Regions from separate parts of the Sus scrofa genome. Here regions 1 and 3 are each linked to region 2. A link is a contact called in public Hi-C and promoter capture Hi-C data. All regions are on one chromosome and are shown on one strand. The core of a region is the stretch at or near the end of the contact, and the rest is flanking DNA. Distances in the headings are between cores, read along the strand shown. Region 1 has its middle 9.1 kb from the start of C1H9orf131. Region 2 holds the start of HRCT1 (histidine-rich carboxyl terminus protein 1). Region 3 holds the start of UNC13B (protein unc-13 homolog B).

The links. Promoter capture Hi-C pulls out the DNA fragments that hold promoters and counts their contacts. Hi-C and Micro-C count contacts between places; a contact is called where the count stands out from the background.
Region 1: a contact with region 2 is called in a Hi-C map of omental adipose tissue, with 5 times the contacts expected there. The contact joins the enhancer-like site here to the promoter of HRCT1 in region 2. A contact is called at or near these places in 4 of 47 Hi-C or Micro-C datasets (mesenteric adipose tissue, omental adipose tissue, retroperitoneal adipose tissue and 1 more).
Region 3: a contact with region 2 is called in a promoter capture Hi-C map of fetal liver, with 3 times the contacts expected there. The contact joins the promoter of UNC13B here to the promoter of HRCT1 in region 2. A contact is called at or near these places in 1 of 5 promoter capture datasets (fetal liver) and 1 of 2 datasets of contacts at active chromatin or transcription factors (skeletal muscle).

Annotation. Positions count from the first base shown.
Region 1 is chr1:235,834,184-235,837,333 of Sscrofa11.1, reverse strand. No RefSeq gene overlaps it. Among named protein-coding and RNA genes, the nearest start is that of C1H9orf131, 9.1 kb to the left of the region's middle. Within about 2 kb of position 1,708, at least 36 of the 83 cell types and tissues checked have an H3K27ac peak or open chromatin away from gene starts, as enhancers often do. A contact at or near this core is called in mesenteric adipose tissue, omental adipose tissue, retroperitoneal adipose tissue and 1 more, where this site is marked.
Region 2 is chr1:236,668,836-236,672,344 of Sscrofa11.1, reverse strand. It overlaps HRCT1 (histidine-rich carboxyl terminus protein 1), which reads right to left and starts at 1,927. Exons shown (of 1, transcript XM_021065921.1): 1 at 910-1,927. The coding sequence starts at 1,741. The coding sequence ends at 1,385.
Region 3 is chr1:235,917,058-235,920,126 of Sscrofa11.1, reverse strand. It overlaps UNC13B (protein unc-13 homolog B), which reads right to left and starts at 1,376. Exons shown (of 39, transcript XM_021065583.1): 1 at 1,010-1,376. The coding sequence starts at 1,031.

The sequences.
Region 1 (3,150 bases), core at 459-2,958, 830 kb after region 2:
GAGGTGCTGGGTTGAAAGAGGAGTTGCCCAAGGATAACAGTGGGCCAGGGACTTGAGAGGAGATGTTGCAACAGGTTCTGCATGAAAGACATCCACCAGGAGGCAGCAGGACTTCTGATGGGGAGGGCTGATTTAAGGGATAGGGCACTAAACATCTAGTACATAGTCTTGGGAACTGCAGAAGATGGTGCTGATATACATACTTGGCAGAGATGCTGTGGGACCACCTGCCTTTGAATGGATCATATGGGTTTAGACAATGCACATCCCAGTGGCAACCGTGACAGACTAAGACCCGAGTTTTTTTTCTTTCTGAAGTGGTTTTATTTATGTTTTTTGGTCATTGTATATTGTACTAAACAGGGAAAAGACATATTTGATGTCTTCTTACCCCAATAAATGAGAATTTTGAACCAGGCTTAATGTAATTTAGAAAAATTAAGTAATGTTATATTTCTCATGCCTCAGGGTTATGGGACAAATTTAATGTTTACTATCTCATTTAAAATTTACAACTCTCAGAGTTCCTGTTGTGGCTCAGTGGATTAGGAACCTGACTAGTATCCATAAAAATGCAGGGTCAATCCCTGGCCCCCATCAGTGGATTAAGGATCTGGCATTGCTGTGGCTGTGGCATAGGCTAGCAGCTGCAGCTCTGATTCGACTTCTAGCCTGGAAACTTCCCTATGCTGAGGATGCGGCCCTAAGAAGCTAATAAAATAAAATTTACAACTCTCCGAAGTAGATTTTTAAATTTTGTTTTGTTTGTCTTTTTAGGGCTGCGTGTGTGGCATATGGAAGTTTCCAGGCTAGGGGTCCAATCAGAGCTGTAGCTGCCTGCTTACACCACAACCACAGCAACATGAGATCCCAGCTACATCTGCAGCATACACCACAGCTCAGGGCAACGCTGGGTCCTTTAACCCATTAGGTGAGGTCAGGGATTGAACCCAAGTCATTATGAACGCTAGTCAGGTTTGCTACTGTTGAGCCACAGTGGGAACTCCTGAAGCAGGTATTGTTATATTCTTTCAGTGCAAACTGAAAGACCTGTAACTTCTCAGAGGAACCAGAAGCCATCCTATGGGAATCTCTCATCATCCAAAAGCCATTGCCACAGATCTTCTTCCTTCCTGCTACAGTGAAATGCATTTCTCTGTGAGGCCTTCTTTGACCCTCCCAAGCTAGGACAGGTGCCTTTATCCTCCCCTCCCCCACCGGTACTTTCCACACTAAATTGTAACTTTTTTTTTTTTCTTTTTAGGGCTGCACCCGTGGCATATGGAGGTTCCCAGGCTAGGGGTCAAATCAGAGCTGTAGCCACCCGCCCACACCACAGCCATAGCAACTGCCAGATCCGAGCCGCGTCTTCTACCTGCACCACAGTTTACTGCAAGGCCGGATCCTTAACCCACTGAGCGAGGCCAGGGATGAACCTGCGTCTTCATGCATCCTAGTCAGATTCGTTTCCGCTGCGCCACTATGGGAATCCTAGATTGTAACTTGTTTAATCATCTGAGATCAGGAACCTTGTCTATCCAGTTTACTGCTTTAACACCAGCATCTGGCGCTTAATATTTGGTTTGAACTCAGTACCCTCAGTGTGAGCGAATGAATGGGCAAGATTTCTGGGAGAGGGCTTGCTCCGGGGCGGGGCGGGGCCTGGTCCGAGGCGCAGGGGGCGGGGCGGGGCGGGGCGGGGGCGGCCTCCGGGCGGTCTCCTCAGGCTTCCCCGGACACCGCCTGGAGGCAACACCTCTCGACCAGAAGTAAGCATTCTTGAGCCCAGGGCTCACAGCCAAGATTCGGGCGAGGCGTTCCGGACGCCCCAGGATCGTCTGGCTGCTGGACTCCCTCAACTGCGGGGCCTCTGGGTGGGGCAGCTGCTCCCAGGACCCGCCGCGGAGCCCGCCAGCGTCGACGCGCAGCCACGGCTGAGGCCTCCTAAACTGCCCCACTGGCCAGTTGTCCTTCTCTCTTCCTCAATCCGCCCGCCTCCCCCGCCTCACCTCTCCCTCTCCCTGCCCCCTTTCCTTTTCTCCCCCCTTCCCACCTGCTCCAGAGGGATGCGGAGCTAAGGGCCCGGCCAGCAACCCAGCTCCAGTTGCCGCACGGGCTGGGCAGGGTCCTGTCCGTTGCCCCTGAGGGCTCAGTGCCTTGAAAATGTCAGAACTGGTCAGGACAGTGAGACCTGACGGGACCCCCCCTTCAGGAGGGGCCAGCGTCCCGAATTGTTTCAAGGAGTCGGGTGAAGGAGCCGTGGGCGGGAGCCAGGCACAGGCCATGGCCAGAGGTGGGGCAGAGGCCCACTGAGGTGAGGCCTGGAGCAGACAGGAAGGGGCAGGCTTCCAGAAGGGAGGAAAATCCGAGGCAGCTGCCTTTAAATCTCAGGTGTTGGTACTTTTGCTGCTGTGTGTGTGTGTGTGTGTGTGTGTGTGTGTGTGTGTGTGTGTGGTGGTGGGCATTACTATGTGTCAAGTCCTGTGTTTGATGGGAACCCAGTAGAGGTCAGAGGAAGCGTTGCTCCCCACCCCCATCCTATGATAGTATTATACCCTGAATTTAGAGTTTACGAAAAGGGAAACCCCATAAACTTCCAATCTCAGATTTTGATGTCTTTCTTTTCAGACTTGGCTATTCATATTTTTACATTGTTAAAGTAAATATAGGTTTTTGTAAAGCAGGAAAGCGGTTAATATTTTAGCATAAGCCTTTTCTACACACTTAAACTCTTCCTTAACATTATGGTTAAAGGCTGTGTTATTCTCTGAAGTAGATTTCCTAAGGAGTGAATTAGCCACTCACGTGGTTACTTATTTCAGCATTGAATTCTGTGAGCTTCAGTCTCATAAATTCTAGTTGCTTACTAAATATCCCCCAGCTCCATCTCCCACAGGTACTCAGACCTAACATCTTTATAACTTAGGTCGTTATTTTCTTCTGTTTCAACCTGCTCTTCCTGTTGTATTCCCCAAAGCAATTAGCATCACCTAGTCACCTAGGCCAGAAACATAGAAACTGTTGTATACTGCTTCCTCTTCATCCTTCCTATTAGTCATTAGTCACCAATTTTTGCTAATTATATTTTCTATTTCTCTCTCTTCCCCTTCCTTACTGTCACCATCATAGTTCAGGCCCTCATCCTTTCTC
Region 2 (3,509 bases), core at 678-3,177:
TCCAGGCTTTGGCAAGGAGTTTCTGTCATCTATCCATCCCGTTTTAGGGAAGAGGAAACTGAGACTCAGGAGCCAAGCACTCTCCCAAAGCCACCCAGCACCACCTGCTCCCTCCTAAACACCTGGCACCAGCCACATGCAGGCACCAGAGGGGCTGGAGACTCAAGGCCTGGATGAGAAACCCTGACCTTCTTACCATGGAAACTTTGTTTCTTTTGTTCATTTTTCATTTGGTGTTTCTTTTTTCTTTTTCTTTTTTTTTTTTTTTTTTTTTTTTTTTTTGTCTTTTTGCCTTTTTCTAGGGCTGCTCTGGCGGCACATGGAGGTTCCCAGGCTAGGGATCTGTAGCTTATGCCAGAGCCACAGCAACATGGGATCTTAGCCACATCTGCGACCTACACCACAGCTCACAGCAATGCCAGATCCTTAACCCACTGAGCGAGGCCAGGGATCGATCCCGAAACCTCACGGTTCCTAGTCGGATTCGTTAACCCCTGTGCCATGACGGGAACTCCTTACCAAGGAAACTTTGAATTCAGCACAGCCCACAGAGCGGGGCTTTCTGCATGTCCAGGGCACATTCTGCCTAGAGATGGGCTGGAAAGAGCCTGGGCAGCCTTGACCCTCCTCTCTCTGAGCCCCTGGACTGTCACACAGAAGCCCAGAGCCCCATGGGTACAGGGAGAGTCCGGTCTGGGCACGGCTGCCTACAAACCCTAACTCCTTTCTTGGAGCTCAGACCCACCTCTCACCTACTGTCCTGGAGCCCTGCAGAGCTGCTCCGTGTCCCCCAGGGCACAGCCGGCGCAGGCACTCACTTCCTGCCAGAGAGGAAGGTCCAGGCCAGAGCAGACACAGGCCTGGCGGCTCCCTCCCACTTGAGTTACAATAATAAAGGGCCTCTTGACAAAAGCTTCTTGGTGCTTTTTATTTTCTTGTATTAAGGCTGCACTGAATTGACCGTGCAGCCTTAGACTGCCTTCTGCAAATGAAAGGGTGGTGCCAGGGCCCCTTCCAGCTATTGCCCTGGACGGAGGCCCGGACATTCAGAGAGAGTAGGGTACACCTTCTGTGCATCTGCACACATAGCAGCTGGCACTCCTGGTGCCAGGTGGGAGTTGCAGTCACGAAGCGGTGTCCATCCTCGGAGACCACCTATCAGCCTATCAGCTCTCTGGCCTATCAGCCTCCGGTGTGAGCAGGGGCACCCCCGGTGGTGGTCCTAGGCTCTCTGCCTCCATCGTTGCCCACTGGGGTGTAGCATGCAAATGACACCCAAGCAGGACCTGGCTTTCACCATGGAGAGGTGCCCTTCTGCGCAGGAAAGCAGGAGTCCACTTGTCCTGGTGACGGTGAGGCAGGTGGCAGCTGCCATTCGCAGGCATCAGCGGCGGCCTCGGTGGGAGTGGGCATGGGCTTGGCGGTGGGCGTGGGAGTGGGCCTGGTGGTGGTGGTGGTGGTGGTGGTGGTGATGGTGGCGGTGGCCCGCCTGGGGCGCCTGGAATGCCCGGCCAGTGTGACGGAAATGATGCAAGCGTCCCAGGTGGCCTCGGCCTGCGGAGATCCAAGACTGGGCCCACCAGACTCGGTTTCTTCTTGCAGCAGGAGGGTTCTTCTCCACGTCACGCTCCTCCTGTCTGCGGTACAAACAGGTGGCCAGCAGCAGCAGCAGCAGCAGCACGGCCACAGCGGCGCCTGCGATCAAGCCCACGAGGGCCGTGCTCCCCAGGAGGCCCAGCATCTGGGAGCTGGCCAGTGGATAGGAGCCTGGTGGCTTCTCGCTGCTTCTTCCCCTTCAGCGGCTTCTGCTCCGTCCTCACAGTCCCTGGACTGTGTTTTCTCAGCTCCTGTGGGCTGGAGAGCAGCCAGGGAATGTGGGCGCAGCCTCTTTGGGCTGGAGCTGCTGGCCAAGGGGAGGCCAGGCAACTGTTAGCTCTGGGGAAGCCTGCAGCAAGGCTAGGTGGGGACAGAGGAGCTGAAAGGAGGGGCCATGGGGGGAGAGCCCTGGGGCTGGAGATAAGAAGTTTAGGGCCCCCAACTGTGCCGCCTGGCCGAGTGACTGGACCAGCCCCATACCCTCCCTGGGCCTCAGTTCCTGCTTCTCTCAGGGACAAAGGTTCCACACAGCAGTTAAGAACATGGGTTCTGGAACCACCTGCTCATTAGCCCTGTGACTGTGCACAGGTTTCCTAAGCTCACTGTGTCTCAGTTTCCTCATCTGTAAAATGGCTCAGAGGGGTATCCCTCCTCATAAGGTTTTCCGAGAATTCAAGGAGTCAAGATGTATAAAGCACTTAAACCAGTTCCTTTCTTTCTTTCTTTCTTTTTTTTTTTTTTTTTTTTTTTTTTGGTCTTATGTCTTTTTAGGGCCACTCTCATGGCATATGGAGATTTCCGGGCTAAGGGTTGAATTGGAGCTGTAGCCACCAGCCTATGCCACAGCCACAGCCACGCAGGATCCCAGCCACATCTGAGACCTACACTACAGCTCACGGCAACACCGTATCCTTAACCCACTGAGCGAGGCCAGGGATTGAACCCACATCCTCATGGATGCTAGTCGGATTCGTTAACAACTGAGCCATGATGCGAACTCCTTTTTCTCTTCTTCTTTTTTTTTTTTTTTTTTGTCTTTCTTAAACCAGTTGCTGACACACGTGTTTGCCACTGATACTATGACAGTGGACTTTAGATGACTTGGAAGACCCTGTCCGGCAGCCCACATAGGCCTCTGGGACAGAGTCTGTGTCAAGCAAACTGTCCCACTCCAGGAGCTCAGGTGGGCCCTGGTGACAGATTCTTATCAGCCAAGGAGGTGAAATAACTCTCTCTGGGTCCTGGGTCCTGCCAGGTCTGGGAGCCAAGAGAGTCTGGGTGTCAGCCCAGGGCTGCAGGAGGCAGCCAGGAGGCCGCTGAAGTCAGAAGGGCCAGGCCCCAGTCTCAGCCTCCAGGCTCACAGTCAACAAGCTAACTGGCCATAAATGGCAGGCTCCTTGCTCCATCCCATCCTCCCTGCCCAGCGGTCATAAGCTGCCCTTCCTGCCTGGGGGAGAATGTACAGAGTGGGCAGGACCTGAGCAGTAGACCTGAATCCTCTGTTCAGCTAGACAAGCTCTTCTGGTCCCACCCACGTGTTCAGGGATGGGCGCTCACTATCGCCCTGGGCAGCCTTTTCTGCTGTGGGCTTGTCGAGCTGTTCTCACGGCTCTTCCGAACATACTGCAGGGCCTCCCGGAGGCCCAGCTCTGCGTCTTGATCCTGGAGACCAGGGGTGCCTGAGGCATCCACGGGGAGCACCCAGCCCAGCCCTTCCTCTCGCTCTTCTCCCTGCTACCCAGAGGGATGTTTGCAGCAGCCTGTCTCTGTGTGACCTTGGACAAGCTCCCCCCCTGCAGCCTGTTCCTCCTCGAGGCAAGTGCCAGGGCAAGAGGGGACCTCTGGGGACCTTCCCTCTCTGACCTCAATCCAAGAAGCGCTCTCTCAGGGAGGCCTCAAACCCTGAGCGCAAA
Region 3 (3,069 bases), core at 127-2,626, 750 kb after region 2:
ATGAACTCCATCCAGTAAAAGGTGCCAGGAAAAGGTTCTTGTGGATAAATCCTCACTCACAACCAAGCTACCTTATCCCATCTTGTTCAACACAGATATGATAGGCTTTGAATTCCCCAAGATCAAATGCAATGGGTAAGCCAAACCCTGCTTTTTCTGATCAGATAATCTCTAAAATCACAGTCTCTGCACTCATTCAGAACTAGCATTGAGCTCCTACTATATTAGGTGCCAGAAATACAAAAACCATTAAGAAGCAGTATCTATCCTCATGGAACTTAGTCCATGCACCTTGCCTCACCTTAAACCCCAAAGCTCTTGCCTTAAATTATCTTCTTAGGTGGGTCAAGCGTCCTCAGTGAAAAACCAGTAAAGGCCTTCACCTTAGTTACTCTGATAGAAGTAAATAATTAAATCATACTTCTTATGCTCTGCTCGGAAAGGAGAGAAGCTGACACACCTTTCCAAATCGAATATGAGAATAGTCTTAGCCGAGACTACAGGGAAGGAGCAGGGGACAAAGAGAAGCAATAGAGGGGTGCAAGCCAAGAAACAGACTGGAAGGAGGGATGTGACAGCTGTACCACTGGGCGTTCAAAGCCTAATAAAAAGAACCTGCTACTAAGCCGACTGTGATTTTACGGAGCAGGGGGAAGAAAGAAAGTAAAACACGGTTGCCCGCTAAGAATAGACACCGACTATCCGCGGTCCTTAGCTCGACCACTCTCGCCAAAGGAGAGAACTAAACACCATTTAATAAGATCTGGGCCTGCCAGCCAACAACCCTGTCACCTGGCCACCGGAATGGAGAGGTAACAGTCTCAGCGCGTGAGGAAAACAAGAGAGAGTAGAAAGTATTCTCCAGGTGTTCACAAATGAGTTAACACAATGCTTCCCTGAGGCACCGACGCGAAGTGAAGTTTAGAAAAGGCAGTAACCCGACGCCCACTGGAAGCTCGTGGAGACTCCTCAGCGCCCTCCGCCCCCTCCCCTCAGTCCGCGCACTCACCGCGCACGCAGAGCAGCGACATGGCCGAGGCGCCGGCGAGCCTCCACCGCGCCCCAGCCGCGCCGCCGCACCCGGCCGTTCCCTCTTTCCTCTCAGCAGGTGCCGCAGCTGTTCCCGCTCTTGGCCCCACAGGTCTCGCCGCTCCTCATGGTCCCGTCGCAGGCAGCTTCCCACCACTCCTTTGGACCCGCTCCAATTTTCACCATCGGAGCTGGCTCCTGATAGCAGTGAATACCAACAACCAAGCCGGGTACTGGGCGCGGCAACGCGGCGCCATCGCTAGGAAGCAAGACTGACCCGGACTCCCTCCCCTCACTCCACCCGGCATCCAAGCAAGCGCCTGGACAGAGCCAACCTGTGGCGCCCCGCCTCCCAGCCAATCAACTCACGCCCAGTCCGCCGACCCCGCCCCCCCACACTGGCACGTAGGAGGCGGAGTCCTCTTCCGCTTTCCTTAGTGAAAGAATGAAAACACCTCCTCCCACTAATGAGACTTGAAGACAGAGAGGGGAGGGCTTCCTCCTCACCTGTGTGAGGTGGGAATTGAAGCCTTCTGCTCCTCCCACGTGGGCGGGGCTTCCACCCACCCAAGGACAGATTGATTTCATTGAAGAATTTCTGTCAGACTTCATTAAGGGAGCTGACGGAATTCTTACCGTAATAATTTAACAAGGTAGTGACGCACTTTGCAGTACACCTGACACTAATAGCATTGTAAATCAACTATACATCAATTAAAAAGTGGACTTTAGGAGTTCCCTTACAGCTCAGCAGGTTAAGGATCCAGCGGTGCCACTGCTGTGGCTGGGGTGGCTGCTCTGGCACAAGTTCTATCCCTGGCCCGGGAACTTCCACATGCCACTGGCAGAGCCAAAATAAATAAATTTTAAATAAATAAATTTTTAAAATGGACTTTAACAAGGAAAAAAAACTTTTGTAAATTAGTATGGTGATGGATGTTAACTAGACTTACTGGAGTGATCATTTTGCTGTGTATACAAATATCAAATCACCTGAAACTAATATAATGTTATATGTCAATTATATTTCAATAAAGAATAGGCTATGGGAAGTTTCCTTGTGGTGCAGGGGATCAAGGATCTGGTTGGGCAGCTGTGACGCAGGCTGCAACTGCAGCGTGGATTCAATCCCTGGCCCGGGAACTTCTACATGCCTCAAGTGCGGCCAAAAAAAAAAAGGGCATTAATTAATTTTTTAAATAACAGTAATAAATTTTAAACAAATATCTCATCCTCCTTTAAAAAACAAAACAAAAAAGGCATACCAAAATTTTAATTAGTGACTACAGCATAAAGAAAAAAAAAAAAGAAAGACAGCATAAAGTAAAATAGCTGGAGACCTCGGTTCTTATCTAGGCCTTTTTTCATGCTCTCCACTGTCTATAATAGCGCCTAATACTTAGTAATCAGTCTGTAAATATTTACTGAATGAAGGATGGAAAAAAGGTAATCATTTTAAACTGAACACTTCTGGCAAAATGAGGTACATACAGGCAAGGAAGAGAAAAAGACCAGAGCAGAAAACAGGAATTCACATAGCATGATGTATAGATCCAACACCTCCTCCACCCCAAAATTTGGATTTAATTGGTTTGGGGTAGAGCTCAGGTGTACCTACCTTTTAAAATCTCCCCAGATGATTCTAATGTGATGCCAGGGTTGATCACCATTAGACAGGTGCGTTCTAAGTCCTCATTAGCCCAGCTCAGGTTTCCATGTTTGCGAGCTCTTGGCCTAGTTGGATATTGCCTAGCAGACTCAGGAAGGGTCCATTAATCTGAGTCTTTGCCTTCCAAAAACAAAACATAACTATCATATGTTTGGAATATAGCATTTGGAGAGAGCGACACTTCAAATGCCATAACTGGGAACCTGGAGAAGGAAAGACTTGATCTACCCAATATTTATCCAAATTTGAATAAATATTCAGGAAGAGTTTGAGCAGAGCAACTCAGCCAGTCTAGTCAACAAAAATCTCTGATCCTAAAGGCAGTGGGCATTCTCTGGGCTGCCGGAGGTTGACATATCTAGCTATTTAGC